Linked DNA regions of Mus musculus: region 1 is linked to region 2. The links are chromatin contacts, called in public HiChIP or PLAC-seq maps. All regions are on one chromosome and are shown on one strand. Each heading gives the region's core, a stretch centred on a gene start, on an enhancer-like site or on the middle of the called end of the contact. The rest is flanking DNA. Distances are from core to core; before and after follow the strand shown.

Region 1 (5,384 bases), core at 2,333-4,832, 58 kb after region 2:
AGTGCCCTCCACCGCTGAGCCGTCTCTCCTGCCCAGAAATGGCTTTTTTAAGCGACTCATGAGATGCAGACTGTTAAGTAGCTGAATGTGATTGAGGGGTAGAGAGCCTTGTGAGTTGCGGGCTGTGGGAAACTGGTTCTGATTTGGTTTAACACTGATAATGAAACCCAACTTTGAATGACAGAATAACAGGTTGATTTAATTATAATTGTCTTATTTATTTATTATTTTTATGTGTGCAGCTGTCTTGTCTGTATGTGTACCTGTGTGCCATGTGCATGCCTGTTACCTGAGGAGACAAGAAGAGATCATCAGATGCCCAGCCACCGCGTGAGTGGTGGGAATTGAATCTGGATCTTCTGGAAGAGCAGCTAGGGCTCTGTTTGTTTGTTTGCTTGTTTGTTTGTTTTTTCGAGACAGGGTTTCTCTGTGCATCCCTGGCTGTCCTGGAACTCTCTCTGTAGACCAGGCTGGCCTTGAACTCAGAAATCTGCCTGCCTCTGCCTCTTAAGTGCTGGGGTTAAAGGTGTGCGCCACCACTGCCCGGGCTCTTTTTTTTTTTTTAAAGAAATGTTTGAAGATTTATTTATTTATTTATTATATGTAAGTACACTGTAGCTGTCTTTAGACGCACCAGAAGAGGGCATCAGATCTCATTACGGGTGGTTGTGAACCACCATGTGGTTGCTGGGATTTGAACTCCGGACCTTCGGAAAACCAGTCGGGTGCTCTTACCCACTGAGCCATCTCACCAGCCCCTTTTTCTTTTTTCTTTTTGGGGTTTCCAGACAGGGCTTCTCTACGTATCCCTGGCTGTCCTGGGACTCTCTTGGTAAACCAGGCTGGCCTAAGAAATCCACCTGCCTCTGCCTTCTGGGTGCTGGGATCAAAGGCATGTGCTACTACCACCTGGCTTGGATTTTGTATTTTTATTTACTTCTTTTTGTTCTTTTTTTTTTTCTTAATTTTTGAGGGGGTGTTTCTCTGGGAGGGAGGGTGGAATTGAGAGGACCGGGAAGTACATGGAATTGGGGCGCATTATGTGAAATATCCAAATAATCAATAAACAAATTAAGGTTAAAAAAAATCAGCGGCTTAAAAAAATAATTTCAAACAGACACTTCATAGAAGAAGGTACAGGTGATAAATAAGCAAGGGAAAGGTGCCCGGGGATGGGGAATAGACCCATGGGTAAAGAAAGCGTGAGGACCTAGGGTCTGGTCCCTTGCAGCCATGAAGAACGCTGGCATGGTGGCTCATTCCCGGAACCCCTGCTCTAGGAGCCGGGCATGATCTGGGCTCCCTGGGCAGCCAGCCTAGCCAGGAGGAGCCTAGCAGAGAGAAAGACAGCAACGCTCTGCCCCTCCCCTCTATACAGAAGTTCTGGCACACGCACCCAACCGAACACATATGTATGCACAGGATCCTCAGTATAAAAGTGAGGCGATTGCCAATTAAAAATACCAACGTGCTACCTTCGTACACACGTGAGAATGGTGAAGACTGGAAGGCATGGTGGCACACACCTCTAATCCCAGTACTTGGGAGGCAGGGGTGGGGTGGGGTGCGGATCTCTGTGAGCTTGAGAGCTGCCTGAGCTACATAGTAAGTTCCAGGACAACCCAGGACTACCTAGAGAGACCCTGTCTCAAAAAGCCAGGGGGGTGGGGGGACAGAGAGAGAGAGAGAGAGAGAGAGAGAGAGAGAGAGAGAGAAATTGGGGCAGGAGAGGTGTCCCTTGTTGCTCTTACAGGGACTGGTGTTTGGTCCCAGCCCCTACAACTAGATAGCCTCACAACTGCCTGTAACTTCAGCTGCAGAGATTCAGTCGCCCTCTTCTGGTTTCTGTGGGCTCCTGCACCCACGTGCACATCTCCCACCTCCACTTACATACATAATTAAAAAGAAAATCTTTTTAAAAAAATGTAGCCGGTCGTGGTGGTGCATGCCTTTAATCCCAGCACTCGGGAGGTAGAGGCAGGCCAGCCTGGTCTACAAAGTGAGTTCCAGGACAGCCAGGGCTACACAGAGAAACCCTGTCTCAAAACAAAACAAAACAAAACAAAAAAAGTATACTTCAGCCGTTGAGTCAGAAAGGGGGGATAATTCAAGGCTAGCCTTGGCCACAAGGCAAAATCCTGTCTCAAACAAAACAATATAAAAATATAACAGAGTCATTCAAGCTAGTCCTGGTTGGGACGTCTGGGGATGGTAACTCTGTATTTTCTGTTCACAATTTTGTAAGCCAATATCTACTGGGGGCTGGAGAGATGGCTCAGTGGTTAAGAGCACTGACTGCTCTTCCAGAGGTCCTGAGTTCAATTCCCAGCAACCACATGGTGGCTCACAACCATCTGTAATGAGATCTGATGCCCTCTTCTGGTGTGTCTGAAGACAAGTACAGTGTACTTATATATAATAAATAAATCTTAGAAAAATATCTACTAATTAGAAATGACAATTAACTGGCGTGGTGATGCTGAGATTGGAAGATTTCTTCAATTTCGAGGAGGCCAGCCTGGTATAGTAATATGAGGGCTCTAGGGAACTTGTCTTAACAAGGAAAAACACGACAGAAAAACCCACCCCAAACAGCAACAAAACATAGCAGACTCACTCCCTAAGGCTTCCCATGCCCCTTGCTGTGACCACAGTGGCAGATGTATTGCTCCTTTGGTTGATTCTTTGTTTGCTTGTTTGTTTGAGATAGGCTCTCAAGCAGCTCCCACTGACCTTGAACTTGCTACAAGTAGCCATGTGTGCTACTGTACTCCTTTAGTCCCTGCACTCAAGAGGCAGAGGCAGTTGGATCTCTGTGCATTTGAAGCAATCTGTTCTACAAGGTGAGTTTCAGGCCAGCCCTGGGCTACAAAACGAGACCCTGTCTAAAATAAAAACAAACTCACAAAACACCCAACCACCAAGATAGGGCTGGAATCTGGAATTATTTGTTTGTGATCTTTAGTTTGAGACAAGGTTTCTCTGTGTAGCCCTGGCTGGCCTGGAACTCCTTTGTAGACCAGGCTGGCCTGGAACTCAGATATGCCTAACTCTGCTTCCCTAGTGATAGGATTGACAGTGTGGGCCACTGCTGTCTTTGTTTGTAATCTTAACACATGTGAATGCTGGTTTTGCCTGCGTGTAGGTCTGTGAATCATTTATGTGTCTGGGCTCATGGGAGCCAGTATTGGGTATCAGATCCCCTAGAACTGAGTTACAGATGGGGGTGAGCTTTTGTGTGGGTGCTGGGAACCAAGTCTGAACTCTCTGTAAGAGCAGTCAGTGCTCTTAACCACGGAGCCATCTCTCCAATCCCCTCTCTTGGCCTCAGACTCACAGACCCAAAAGAACCTCACTGAGGCGTGCAGGAACTGCCCAGCCTATTCTTTTAGCCAGCCTCTGTCCTTTTGGCTCTGGATTCTTGAGCTGAGCTGGGTCCAGCATGTATATACACGGAGACTCCTCCTGGCCATGTTTTGTATTGGCATAGCTTTGTCTAATGGGATGACCCTGGCTAAAGAGATTAGTGACTGCGTTGTGGATCCCACTTTTTAATCTGCAGTGTTCGGACTGTCCCTCCTTGGCTGGGAAGGACTCTGCAGATACGGCGGCCTAGATTAGCTCCGGCTACCGTTACTGAGTTAACGGGGATCCCAAGCTAGGGAGGCCCCAAAATGGGCAACTCCCTGCAGCTTGGGCCCATGGTGCTCTTCCCTAGACCCTAGCGGTCCAGCCCCGGAGCTCACTCGGATTAGGAGTGGAAGCTGAACCGTGGGAGGCTGCTGAACGCACTCGGTAAGCATGGCGCTGCTCAAAGTCAAGTTTGACCAGAAGAAGCGGGTCAAGTTGGCCCAGGGGCTCTGGCTTATGAACTGGCTGTCCGTGTTGGCCGGCATCGTCCTCTTCAGCTTGGGGCTGTTCTTGAAGATTGAACTTCGCAAGAGGAGCGAAGTGATGAATAATTCTGAGAGCCACTTTGTGCCCAACTCCCTGATAGGGGTGGGGGTCCTGTCCTGTGTCTTCAACTCTCTGGCTGGGAAGATCTGCTATGATGCCCTGGACCCGGCCAAGTACGCCAAGTGGAAGCCCTGGCTGAAGCCGTACCTGGCTGTCTGCATCTTCTTTAACGTCATCCTCTTCCTGGTGGCTCTCTGCTGCTTTCTGTTGCGGGGCTCCCTGGAGAGCACCCTGGCTTACGGACTCAAGAATGGGATGAAGTATTATCGGGATACGGACACCCCCGGCCGGTGCTTCATGAAAAAGACCATCGACATGCTCCAGATTGAGTTCAAGTGCTGTGGGAACAACGGCTTCCGGGACTGGTTCGAGATTCAGTGGATCAGCAATCGCTACCTGGACTTCTCCTCCAAGGAGGTCAAAGAGTGAGTAGCCACCGCTCCGACCCAGGTCTTCGATTTCCCCAGCCTGCCCAGTCCCCCTTTCCCTCTACTGAGTATAGAACGGATGTCTGGGTGAGGGGCACTATACTGGACCATTGTGACATTGCCAGCAGCCTGGTTCGTCTGGTCCTCAATGGTGGCAACCTCATTTGGTTCAGCTTCACATCGGGCAGAGGCGGGGCAAAGGTGTGGAGTGATAAGCTAAGATAGATGGGAATTACCAGGAGAGCCAGAACACAGGCCCCTTCCTACAGTAAGAATGGGGTCTTCAGAGCTCACGCTATTCCCCCCCACCCCCGTACTTATCTTGTTCTACCTGAGGTTGCGCCTGTCATAGAACTGACATTTCCTGGTTTGCACCTTAGTTTCCTAAGCTTTTGACAAGGCCAAAGGTGCCTATGGGAGTCTGTGCTTGGATATGGTGACTTATCTTCCTGTTATGCAGGGTGGGAAGCAGGCAAGCAGCTCTGGGTTGTGCTTCTTTCTGGTGTTGCGTCCCCTACCCATCTTTCAAGGAAAGATACTGGAATGTGTGATCCTGGAGTACTTTGCCTGGTCTGTCTATGCCTGGTATATAGCAGGTGTTAGTTAAATGCCTGCTTGTTCTGGTCTTTCTCTTTCTTCCTTTTTTTAAAAAAATTTTTTTTTTATTTATTTTTTTAGGGTTGTATGTAGTTTGGCTGCCTGGAACTCCTTATGTAGACTACACTAATCTTGAATTCAGAGGGATCCTTCTATTTCTGCCTTTCAAGTGCTGGGATTAAAGGCATGTGCCACCATGCCTGGTGTGTTGTTATCTGTGTGCGTGTATACAGTGTGCGCAGAGGGCAGGGGATGGCTGCAGGGAGTCCGTTTTATCTTGGCGTGGTGGTCCCAGCACTTCCTCTCAGGCGGGCATTCGCAGCATGGCAAGCCCCGCTATCCACAGAGCTGTTTTGTTTGCTGGCACAGCACAGCTAAGGTTTCCCAAGGTACGCTTGGTAC
Region 2 (4,990 bases), core at 725-3,224:
TGTCGAGGCTGGTGTCAGGTTCATGGCCGCTCGTTTCACCACTGAACCTCCTCACCCCAGCAGCCTTGACTTTATTTTTTAAAAAGAACCAAAACAGCTGGGCAGTTGTGGTGCACGCCTTTAGCACTTGGGAGGCAGAAGCAGGTGGATTTCTGAGTTCGAGGCCAGCCTCGTCTACAGAGTGAGTTCCAGGACAGCCAGGGCCACACAGAGAAACCCTGTCTCGATCCCTCTACCCCAAACAAAACAACCCCCAAAACTCTGTTGTCCAAGCTCTCGCTCTCCTAAAGTGATCCTTACTTCAGCCTCGGACCCTGGGTCTTTTCAGCCAGCACCACAGGACAAGTGCCATCATGCCTGGTCAAGGTCAATTTTAACTTGCTAGACCTCAGAAATCTCAGCTGTATACAGCTGTACTAGTTGTAGATTAAACAGTTTAGTATAAATGCCAAAATGTAATAATTCAGGGACTCTTCCCAAGGGACCTTAGGTAGGTCATTGACTCTTTTCATAATACAGAAACTAGGGATGGACCTTCAGCAATATCTTCAGACAGGATCTCACCATGTAGCCTAGTTTGGCCTAGAACCCAGTGTAGTTCACACTGGCCTCAAATATAGAGATCCTCTTGCTTCTGCCTCCCTGAGAGCTGGGATTAAAGGTGTGTGCCACTGTACCCACCGACTTTAACATGTATTGAAAGGCCATCAGGGTGTGAAGCAGGATAAAAGTGAGACAAATAATATTTGTGAAATGTTTACATTCTAGCCAGGAACAAAGTTGAACTCCTGATGATGTAAGGAAGTTGGATTTGGTGGACCTGAAATAAGCCACTTTGAGAGGCAACACCTATCCTGACTTAAGAGCTTTGGTTCTTCTAACGCAGTGTTTGATGTGTTTGTAGCCAGTGAGCCAAAGAAGCCACAAGAACAGGAAGTGTTCAATTTACAACTTTATTAAGAAATTGATAATTAAACAAGTCACACCCTTTCAAGAGTGTCTAGGACTAAGGGAGCCCTTGGGACTTTCCTGAATGGAAGCACTGGAGGGAAGGGAGAGAGGACAGTAAAGACCCAGCGGCCCCACCCAGCATCCCATCCCAAGGCATCCTTCAAGCATCTTTATTAACACTACTTGCTGGGAGAGCTCTGCTCATCCCACATGCTGCTGCTTAGTGGCTGTTTCTCTTCCCCACTATTTCCATCCAACTAAGACACCTCCCAGGAATGCATCCTTTCTCCCTATATTCAGGCCTTCTTAACCTCCATCCCTAACAAATGGCCCTGCATCTTCTAAGCCAGTTACAGTAATCAATTTTGAATGCCTTTTTTCTTTTCTTTTAAAAAGATTTATTATTATATCTAAGTACACAGTAGCTGTCTTCAGACGCACCAGAAGAGGGCGTCAGATCTCATTACGGATGGTTGTGAGCCACCATGTGGTTGCTGGGATTTGAACTCGGGACCTTTGGAACTGCTGAGCCATCTCTCCAGCCTCCCCCACCCCCCCCTTTTTTTTTTAAAGATTTATTATATGTAAGTACACTGTAGCTGTCTTCACACACCCCAGAAGAGGGCATCAGATCTCATTACTGATGGTTGTGAGTCATCATATGGTTGCTGGGATTTGAACTCAGGACCTTCAGAAGAGCAGTTGGCGCTCTTAACCTGCTGAGCCATCTCACCAGCCCCCCCCCCTTTTTCCCTAATTTCCCTCTACTGTTATTCTGTAGCCAGTTCAAGGGACACGAACCTAAGAAAAAGTACTACCAGCTGCCTCAAAGAGGAGCCAGCTGGTTAAGGGTTTTATACATTTCCACTGGCATCCTTTGGATACTTTCTTCCCTCAACACCTCTCCCTCTCCCCAGTGCAACTGTGCAAAGGTCAAAAAGTCAAACTGGGGCTGGGAAACAGCACAGCAGTACAGAGCTCTCAGTGCGCAGACTCAGGGCTCCAGGCAGCAGCCTGCAGGTGTCTTATGTCCCACTTGCCCTGCAGCCCGAGATGACCAACAACTTCCTTCTGAAACCAGCCGCCACCTGTTCTTCCTGCAAGATGCTGGCCATGCGTGAGAGCACCACAGCCTGCCCTCCATCCCCGCCTCCGAGGTTTCACTCCCTCTAACTCCTGCTCTTCTTTTCTGCCTTCACTCCACTCTCCTCCCACCCTGATAAACCTTGTTCTTAGATCTGAAATTCTTTGTCCTTTCTCAAGAATCCTGCCCCTTTATCAGACTTGCTGTTTTATTAATCTCTCCCTCTTGGGTAGATACTCTCAGCTCATGTGAAAATGTTGGAAAATGGCTCTGGAGGTAAAGTGCCTAAGCCTTGGGTTTGATCTCCAGAACCATGTTAAAGATGAAAGACTTGACAGACCTACACACACACATTCTCTCCCCACACCAAGTACTCAAAATGAGGCTGTAACCCCGCTGCAGTATTTACTCCCCACTCTTTGAGCCCAGCCCTTCAACTCACACGGCAGAGAAGCTGCTTGTCAGATGGGTGGGCATGCCGCCACGGCCTAACTCCTCAGCATTCCACTGGGCACACTACTGTCCTTGCACAGCTTGGTCCACTTCTGTGCTCTCACATGACTTGGGCTGCTCCCAGGACACACCCACCAGCCAGTGACTTCTAACAGCTCAATTTTGGTACCCAACAAGTGGCATATGAATCCTGTCACCATCCCTTGCCAGCTAGTCCTCTTCTGGTCGTCTCCAAATTCTAAGTGGCACCGTCAGCCACTCAAAGCTTGGCCCATAAATGAGAAGCATAAATGAGAGGCATTCTTTTTTTTTTTTTTTTTTTTTTTTTTGGTTTTTCAAGACAGGGTTTCTCTTTATAGCCCTGGCTGTCCTGGAACTCACTTTGTAGACCAGGCTGGCCTCGAACTCAGAAATCTGCCTGCCTCTGCCTCCCGAGTGCTGGGATTAAAGGCGTGCGCCACCACGCCCGGCTGAGAAGACATTCTTGATTCCTTCCGCTCTTGCAGGACCAGACTACAGTGCAAACCTTTCTAATCCCTACCTTTTACACAGCGGTCAAATCGTCTATAAAGAACATGAGCACTTCTGCACTGGTAGTCCTAGGACTAGGAAACTGAGGCAGGAGGATCACATGAACACAAAACTTGAGCCCAAGCAATTAAGCACGACTATGATACTGAAGTTTCAAAACAAAAATCCTCCGCAGTGGATTGCTCGTTAGCAATGCTTGCAGCCCTGAGTTCAAATCCCCACCCTACTCCCTTAGACCATAGCTTCTCACTGCAATTAGGACAAATCTAAGAATTCCCTAAGTGGCCTAATCACAGCAGCTCCAGAGAAGCTCGGCAGCCTTCGCTCCCTTTCAGTCTGCTCTACACAGGCGGCTTGGAACGACAAACCCTGCTTCTGAGGTGGCTAGCACAGCTCATGCCTTCGGAGAAACTTACTAGGCAGCAAGGGCTACTCCCAACTCATATGAAACCTCCAGCTTACAGGTTTTCTCCCACTGGCTGTGAATTCCATGAGTTCAGATGTCTTGTTTTAAATTCCACTCACCACTACTTTTAATGATTCTTTCCCTATAAACTAGACTATTTTAGAGAAACCACGGTTTTAAAAGCTTTTGGGCTTTGTGTCCACATGCAAGTGAAAACCTTTTAAGCTACACAGCTATCCTGTCTACTCGGCTTGGCTGGACTTGAAGGCGGGCAGTTACTGGCCTATCTGATTTCTCTCTAGCTCGGTGTCCTATCTTAATCTTTCCTCTTGAGTCACCTTGAATTCTAGGAACAAACAGGACTGATAACATCCCTGTGGCAAGGGCCTCCAGGGGCTGTGGGCCTGCAGGGCTGGGGCTGCCCGGATCCGGGATGAGGTGGCTGCTTGGAGCACAAGCCACTAGTTTCTCGGGAACCAGACTACACGGGGAACCGGACTCCTTCCTTCCACCTCCACCTCCTGCTTTCCTGGCCATTTTTCCTGTGTAACATCAAAACCCGCTGAGGATGGAATTCTGGGTAATGTCAGTGCCTGCAAGAAGGGTTTGATAAGTCTCTTGACCTGTCCCTAGTCTCAATGAGGCCACAATGTGTCAGCTTTTCACCCCTACTCCTCTTTTATTGGTGTACCTAGACCAGCGTGGAGTCTGGCCTGTTGGTAGGGCCAGAGCCAGGGCTTTTGCCCTAAGTACTCCAGTAATAGGGCCACAGAGATGGCCGAGGGGAAAGGTGATTCACTGTAAGCCCAACGACCCGAGTTTAATCCTCAGGACCCATGTGGTAGAAAGGAAATGTAATTTAAAAAACCCTCCAGTAACACTCAGAAGCAGACTCAGTACTAAGATTTAAAAATCTCATGATATCTAAATTCTCTACAAAAAAAAAAAAAGCTTTAAATGACTTTAATACATGGCAGGAAGAAAGGGAAAAATAATGAGCTGTCACTCAAACCAAAATAATATGGACCGAAAATCCGATGTTGCCCCCTCCCGCACATCAAGTTCTAGTCTAGTACAGTCTAGTTCTAAATCGGCGAGAGTACTAGCTGTCCCCATGGGCTCTCAAACAATGGACTCTCATTCCAACTTCTCCCTGATGAGGCCGGAATTTCAGTCCTGGAGGTGGAGTGCCACGCTAAAACTGACCACAGCTCATCTTGGTAAATAATGGAGATGGCAGATCTGTATTTTAAAGCACCTCCCAGTTAATTCTGATGGTCAGATTCAGTGTGGAACTTTGTGGGGGAATGCAATTTTTGCTGCTTAAAATGGCTACTAGCCTGAACTAGATTAATAAAAACAGTCTGTCATGAGTAAGCCACAAGTATTTAAAGCACTAAACACTTTCTGGAAGTGTTCAATGTATGGCAGTCCCTAACATCCACTGCCTACCTACTGTATTCAGACACAAAGAGCACCACACACTGTGACTTTTAACCACTAGAAAATTAACTATTTCCATCTCCCAGTGCCTCCAGAGCTTCCCAGACCTTCCTCCTCTCCTG

Evidence for each region. HiChIP or PLAC-seq counts read pairs in DNA pulled down with a chosen protein or histone mark.
Region 1: a contact with region 2 is called in an H3K27ac HiChIP or PLAC-seq map of embryonic stem cells, with 10 read pairs. The contact joins the promoter of Prph2 here to the enhancer-like site in region 2. A contact is called at or near these places in 4 of 39 promoter capture datasets (the 3T3-L1 cell line, the SN4741 cell line, cancer-associated fibroblasts and 1 more), 71 of 484 Hi-C or Micro-C datasets (3T3-L1-derived adipocytes, the C10 cell line, the C2C12 cell line and 46 more), 21 of 115 datasets of contacts at active chromatin or transcription factors (CD8 T cells, the HPC-7 cell line, the SCID.adh cell line and 16 more) and 3 of 9 other capture datasets (adipose tissue, liver and pancreatic islet).

Annotation. Positions count from the first base shown.
Region 1 is chr17:46,906,896-46,912,279 of GRCm38.p6, forward strand. It overlaps Prph2 (peripherin 2), which reads left to right and starts at 3,583. Exons shown (of 3, transcript NM_008938.2): 1 at 3,583-4,382. The coding sequence starts at 3,802.
Region 2 is chr17:46,850,942-46,855,931 of GRCm38.p6, forward strand. It overlaps a transcript of Bicral not described here. Among named protein-coding and RNA genes, the nearest start is that of Bicral, 22 kb to the left of the region's middle. Within about 2 kb of position 1,975, at least 95 of the 459 cell types and tissues checked have an H3K27ac peak or open chromatin away from gene starts, as enhancers often do. A contact at or near this core is called in the C2C12 cell line, the G1E-ER4 cell line, the HPC-7 cell line and 18 more, where this site is marked.